Regions from separate parts of the Zea mays genome. Here region 1 is linked to region 2. A link is a contact called in public Hi-C data. All regions are on one chromosome and are shown on one strand. Each heading gives the region's core, a stretch centred on a gene start, on an enhancer-like site or on the middle of the called end of the contact. The rest is flanking DNA. Distances are from core to core; before and after follow the strand shown. Region 1 holds the start of LOC100275303 (zinc finger CCCH domain-containing protein 15 homolog). Region 2 holds the start of LOC100193381.

Region 1 (3,361 bases), core at 583-3,082, 800 kb after region 2:
CAAGACTAAATCATCCACGACAAGCTTCACTAAGATAATCTTTCTCCTTGTCTTCTCACATCCACCACACACTAGGCTCTTATCAATCAAAACTCTTACTACATTTCTATTTGCAGCCGTCCCTATGTATCAAAGCTTGAAGCCAGTATTGTTCACCTCCTTCGCCTTTTGACCCTTTCATTTAGTCTCTTGAATGCATAAGATATTTTACACGCCTCCTAGTCGATGTCTCAACTAACTCTCTTAACTTACCTGTAAATGATGCTACATTCCAACTACCTAAATGGATCTCAGTTAGTCCGACTAGCTTCCTTACCCTTCGCACCTGTTGGTGATGTAAAGACCCTTGCACATTTTTACTACACTCGGGCGCCGATGTAGCGACGTAGCACACAACTAAGGAAGCAGCGACTCGATCCTTATATAACATCGTGCCCAAATCACAACACGACGCGTCACCAAAGGGATGTTGAATCAACCCTTGCCCATTTAACACCATGCTCGGGTTCTGATATGGAGCGTCACTAAGAGAGTTACATAGAGACATGTCATGGCTCAAGCAGTGAACTGCCAGATGACAACATAACCTCAGGGTATGACAATAACAAAATTCTCCCTACACTTAGCATGGACATCAATAGCCAGAGCCAGAAAAGACCATAAGGACTGTGTACAGGAATATACAGTGTTTGAAAAATGTATGCTTCCAGTATAGATTGAAATATAGTGCACAAATTTGGCAAGCCTATTTGGTACTTGAGCAATAAGAATGGTGGTAATTGGAAGCCTGCGTCCATGCAGCCGGGCTCACGCGAGCATGGCCCAGCACATACGCCGCTTTCACGCGTATCCCCAGGTGCAGGTTAAAGACTTCCGCAAATACATAATCTGCACCGATGCATGCGTGCTCAACCATCTCCATGCGGGCAACTGGATACATTTAGAGGCCCAGTCAACGCATGTAGTGAGCCAGGCTACCACGGGACGCACAACCAAACAGAAACAGGCAAACACACGCAATGTGAATTGTGAAGATGAAGATAAGAATGAAACAATAATAGCTCCTCATTCTTGGTAAGGTTACAATAAAACAGTAACACTGCCTCCCTTAAAGATGACCACACAGTTTAGAATATCAATATATAATCAAAACAAGAATGAATAAATTAAACAGAAACTGTAATTATTCAATAACTGAAAAAACAACCAGCTTAAACTGGGATGGCTATTTAGACACTTGTGTTCGTTTGTTACGAATATGATATATGTTTCCCGTTTCAATTAACAGTTCCCCATCTATCTGTATTTGTATGCATATCTGGTAAGAAACAGAAGTACGAACTATTCTGTGTATCACAAGATTTCACGATTATTTAGGCAACCTAAACGGATAAATGAAATGGAATGTATTCTCGTGCTTCTATAACGATGAATTGTCAGAGTAAATCCGCTGGCGTCGTAAACGTGTCGCATATTTGCCACGCGAATGAAGCTTAATCCAGCAAATCAAAATCACATCTACTTGTTCAGCTTAGTAAACGGGAAATCCCTAGAGATACAAATCTAATCCAGCTACTGGCCCGACGGACAGGAAACTAGATCGAACCCTAAATTGATGGTAAAAGAAGTAGGCGAAGCTTTATTGGGGGTAAGGGAGGAAGGAAAGACCTTGCGCTGCTTCCAGGAGAGGAATTGTGCTGCAGATATTGGCTGCGCCCTTGCCGTGGTTGCGGGCTCGCCGGTGGCGGGCAGCGGCGGGGGAGTACCCTCTGCTTCCTCCGCTCCCATCGCGAGAATATGCGAATCTCTGGGGAAAGGGAAAACGGCTGGATTACCGAGAAAAAAAAACTACGAAACGGATCAGGCCCTAATCAAACCGGAAAGCCCTGTTGTTGAGGGCGCCTTTGTTGAGTTCCTACCAAAACGTATTTTGGGCTTACGAGGCACCTTTTGGGAGAGGCCCGCTACCTAATTCTTTGAACTCTGCTCATTGATTCTTTGATGAAGTGATTCTATTCCTAAGAGAAAGCACGGTTAGAAGGTGATGAGAATTCCATCATAATACGGAGCTTGGTGAAGCACATTTTTTAGCTCCCAGCATGAATGAAGAAATAATTCTCGTATGATCCCTACTTAATACGGACTTTTGGCAGAGCTCCGCTACATAATTATCTAGCTTCGAGTGTTGATTCTTTAATATAATAATTTTGAATAATTCTCTAGCAGAAGTGAATCCATCTGATAAAATTTGTTTGGCAAATAATTTGTAAAGTGAGTGGGGAGCAAGTTATGAGTGACGAGAAGCTAGTTTTTTTACTCTCACTTTCTAGTACAAAAGGAGACTGCATTCACTCTGCCTCCGATAGTAGTTCCGTTTTTTGTCGTTTGGCTGTGCGGAACTCGAAAGTGATTTGATTTTCGCTGAAAGTGGAGCTATGTGAGCTCCGCCAAACGTCCTCTTAGAGCTTTTTTGGTTAGGGATAGATTGAAGGTAATTGGAGATATTTAATCCTCGCCTCAGATTCGAATGGAACCGAACAAGGTTTAGCTGTTTGGCTTGGGAACAAGGTTTAGTTGTTTGGCTTGGGAACTTTGCCAAATGGCCCATGAGCCTCCATACTCACATGAACGTTTTAAATCTAATATAGTGGTGAACATTTTAATAAAGTCAGTATTTTTTCGTCTCTGGTAGAATCCCTACTACTACGAAGAACGCAAGAGGTAGGCTGCCACCTTTGGTTCTGTCTCCCATGAATGTACACCGTTATTGCCCACGCCATCCTGTCGCCCCCCTCCCCCGATATTGCGTCGTCCCTCCCCACGCGCGGTGTAACTGACCTCGCTCCAATCGCTCGCCTACGACCATCGTGCCACACCTCTCCACCATCGACGACGACCCTCACCATGTGCGGTCACCTTCCTCACACGCATCTCCCGCCCGTGCCACCACTCCTACTGTAGGAAACGGTGACGTCTAAAAGGTGGTGAATTAGAACTTCTAAAAACTATTCTCTAAACTAGGCCACAATTAAATCCATAGAGTAAAACATATGCAAATTAACAATTTAGAATGTGCAAACTAGGTTTTTTTGTAAGTATCGCTATCTAGTCTAAGTTTTAATCCTAAATATTTGTCGGCGTTTTGGACCCGCGAGGACCCTCAACCGACTAGTGAATTTGTCGTTGCGTGCCCCTGCCCAGATGGGTTGATGCAAGATGAAACACAAGAGGGCGGATGAGGCTTATATTATCTTGCACCGGGGTGCTCGTAGTAGGGGTTACAAGCGTCGCGAGAGAGAGAGAGGGTCTGGCCCTGAGGTGAGCTGTCTGAGTTAGCCTCCTCCGCGTTTCTCCCACTCTG
Region 2 (3,430 bases), core at 823-3,322:
TTTGATACCCTGATAAAAATCTAAAATCGAGACGCCACTGCAGAACCAAATTCATCAGAAACGCCTCAGAAGAAGAGGAACCATATTCCTCTCCTGTCACGAGAGACAGAGCGTAAGTTTGTGATCTTTTTATATGCTAGATTCTCAGAATATTTCTCCTGTCATCACGTTTCTATATGGACAAACCACTGCTTTACGTGTGGCCCATCAGCTTCCAGTACCATCTTGAATTTTCTGACAGTATATTTGACTCTGGGTTGCCAATACTAAACCATAAATTTGGCCCATCGTGCATGTGTATCTAATGCCCATCCCTATCTAATAAGGGCACTGCTATACATTTTCGCTCTTCCAAGGCAGTGCTTAGTTTCAACATTTTCTCTTGCACATCTGAAACAAAGGTTTCCTGGTTTTCTTATTTTCAGCTTCTTACGAGGAGCGCATATCGAAAGTCAAAGCGAAGCTGGCTGATAATCTCAAGTAGAGCCACCGTTTTCAATTGTTACACCAATACTTGGAAGAGAACTTATGGAACTGTAGAAGGTTTCTTCCAAAAGCCTATATGTATGTTCAGTTGGTTTCACTATTTTATTTCACTCTGGAGCCATGCGTTTGTTTTTTTTCCCATAAATACTTTGGTGCTGCAGGAGGCAATCCCTCTTTATGCCGGTCTTCGCCTTCTTAAGCTTGGCAGGTTTATGACGTGCGCTTTTTTTATGGCAAAATTGGATCTGTTAACATGTGGAGATGGAAATTACCCGGAAACATGAGCTTAGCGTGGATTTTACCATTTTGAGGTGTTAGAAAAGCGTGCTGCCTATTTTAGACTAGATATACAGACTAAAACATATGGAGCCCCACATTTCGGGTATTGTCAAGTTGTGCGTTTCACTTTCAAAATAGTGTAAGGGCCTTGTGTTTTTTTTCTTCTTCTGAATTTGTTGTAAAATAGTCTAGCATCCCTTGCAAAGAGGGGGTAATGTTGTTGTCACATGATGGTGTGTACCAAAGTGTAGTAAAGCATCCCTTGCAAAGAGGGGGTGGTAGTGTCCTGTATGTTTTTTTAAGCAAATGTGACAAACTATATAAGAAATGAATATTTCATGTGAGTTATGTATTTCCAGCCGTATTATTTAGGTTACTTGCATTCATATTTAAGCAGCTTACAAGGAATGCACGTTACTCTGAGATCAGAATCATTTAAGTGTCCATCTACCCTTTCCTTGCTTACAGGGCACCCCATCTCTTGGTGACTGTCGTTCGCTACAGGATGACGGCAAAGCTTTATTTAGCGCTGGTCGGTGTCAGTGTCACTCATATGGTTGTTAGAGCTCATGCTCAGGGATTTCTGAATGCTGAGGCCTTGGATCTTCTCGCTCCCAAGGCCACGGGCAGGAAATCACAAACGGGAGAAGTTCTATGGTGTAACACCCTTGTACTTGCACAGTTTTACAGCAAATCAAATGATAGCAGAGTAGCAGGAAGTACCATGTTTTAATTCCTCTTTCTGATCAATGGACTTTTAGGACCAATTTGGAGGCAAAACCAGAGAGTTTCTCTCCCATCAAGAATTAAATGCCTTGTACAAATGACACCCCACGCAAAGATCACAAGGGAATTTAAGTTTCAAACTAGCCCTTAGGGGATTTCTCAAATAAAGCTATGCTGCCCATTCTGAGTTCTGACTGCATTGTCCGAGTATTTGTACGATGCTATCTACTGTATGCATTTTTTTATCTCTAATGTATAAAGCACTAGATTTCAAAGTTCCACCTTTATCGTAAGTTCCACCTTTATCTGCCCTTCCCATTTAAATGATAAAAAACTAAAATTATGTATAAATGAGGATTCAAACCATAGTTGTTGGGTTTAAACCCATGTTCACATCTTACTAACATAATTTACATGTTTTTATGTTTTATATACTTTGCTATAAATGAGAAACCGATACTTTACTAGCTTGTTGTATCATCATCTTTACGTAGCTTTTTTTTTTAGTAAAGACAATAACTAATATACAATCATATGTTATGTGCAAGCGTGGCTACCAACCTATAGTCTTAAACCGTCAACAAATGCAGTTTGGTGATATGAGCAGCAAACAGAGATTAGAGAGGCAGCAAAGAAAGATAACAGAAGAGACAGACGGAAAGAACACCGGAGGCGGAGAGCCACAGGAGGAGGAGCTCGAGGGACGACGACCAGCTGAATTAGGACTGGAGGGGGCAGACGACGTCGTCGTAGCGGCAGCAGCAGGAGAAGGGAAGACTCAAACGAGGGATCTCCGAGAGAGGAGTGTGGTAGGCAGGAAGAAAGAATAAGGCGAGCCGAGAGCCATTCGCATGGAGGCGGCGATGGATCTGATGCGGCGGATGCCGCCACGGAGCGCGGAGACGGCGCTCAACGCGCTGCTCTCCCTCCTCCCCGACCACTCCCTCGACCTCCTCTCCCAGGTCGACCTCCCGCTCCAGGTATCCCTCCTTCGCCGTTTCGGTTCGGGCCTCTACGTCCTCTGGTTCGGATAGGGATTAAACTGCGCCAACACATTTGCTCCCTTCGTCTCGAATCGCTCGCGGGGATTGGATGCTCCGCCGAGCGTGGGTTTGTTGGCCGTGCCATTTTTGCGCCGTGTTCGTCGAGAAATGCGCGTTTCTTGCCTTGGCACCTGTACTGTACTGCGCATGGTTCTTCTGAATCCAGGTCACATGTCAGGTAGAATCACGCTGGTCCAACCCATTTTTGCAGGTTTCAGTGGCACCGAATCTGAATTATGCTGCCCGCCGACTGAATGCTTCCCTGTGTCACGTGCAGTTAGATTCTTCAATTCTGTCTGCTTACACAAGGTTAAACGGTTTATTGTTTTTCAGGTTTGCATGGATAAGGAGAGCCTGAAGGAATACATTCTATGCGAATATAACCGTGATGCTGACTCCTACCGGTCAGAAATTCACGATTTCCTCCATCGTCACATTTACATTTTGTTCATGTTCTCCACCAGCACTGGACTGTCATTATTTTGTAGCGCATGTTGCAAAATAGACTCTCATTGCAGTGCCTGATCTGAATGAATAAACATGACCCACACCAGAACTTTAAATCCTTTTTGGAGGAAGCTCTTATTTTTTCCCTCAAACACCAGGAGAGCTGCATATCTTTAGGCTGTCTCCAGCAAGGTTCTCTAAATTTCGTCCTCTAAAGAAATATTCTTTGTCCTTTACAGCATCCTCTAAAAAATTTTGTCCTCTATATCTTCTTCATCTCCGGCAACATCCTCTAAAACCGGTCCTCTATATCTACAGTTTTAACATAATCCATATATTATTAATAAAACAAATATCCGTGATCATTGCATGCATATTAATCCGTATTTATTTACAAAATTACGAGACATTTAAATACTGCAAATTATTTTTTATTCATATTAATAAAT

The links. A called contact is a pair of places that touch in the nucleus more often than the background predicts.
Region 1: a contact with region 2 is called in a Hi-C map of ear, with 3 times the contacts expected there. The contact joins the promoter of LOC100275303 here to the promoter of LOC100193381 in region 2. A contact is called at or near these places in 2 of 25 Hi-C or Micro-C datasets (ear and tassel).

The regions. Positions count from the first base shown.
Region 1 is chr1:66,703,291-66,706,651 of Zm-B73-REFERENCE-NAM-5.0, forward strand. LOC100275303 (zinc finger CCCH domain-containing protein 15 homolog) reads right to left here and starts at 1,833. Exons shown (of 2, transcript NM_001331166.1): 1 at 1,669-1,833. The coding sequence starts at 1,788.
Region 2 is chr1:65,905,844-65,909,273 of Zm-B73-REFERENCE-NAM-5.0, forward strand. LOC100193381 reads left to right here and starts at 2,073. Exons shown (of 8, transcript NM_001138510.1): 1 at 2,073-2,471; 2 at 2,868-2,938. The coding sequence starts at 2,343. LOC100279238 (pseudouridylate synthase) reads left to right here. Exons shown (of 18, transcript NR_158723.1): 16 at 44-112; 17 at 426-564; 18 at 1,234-1,586.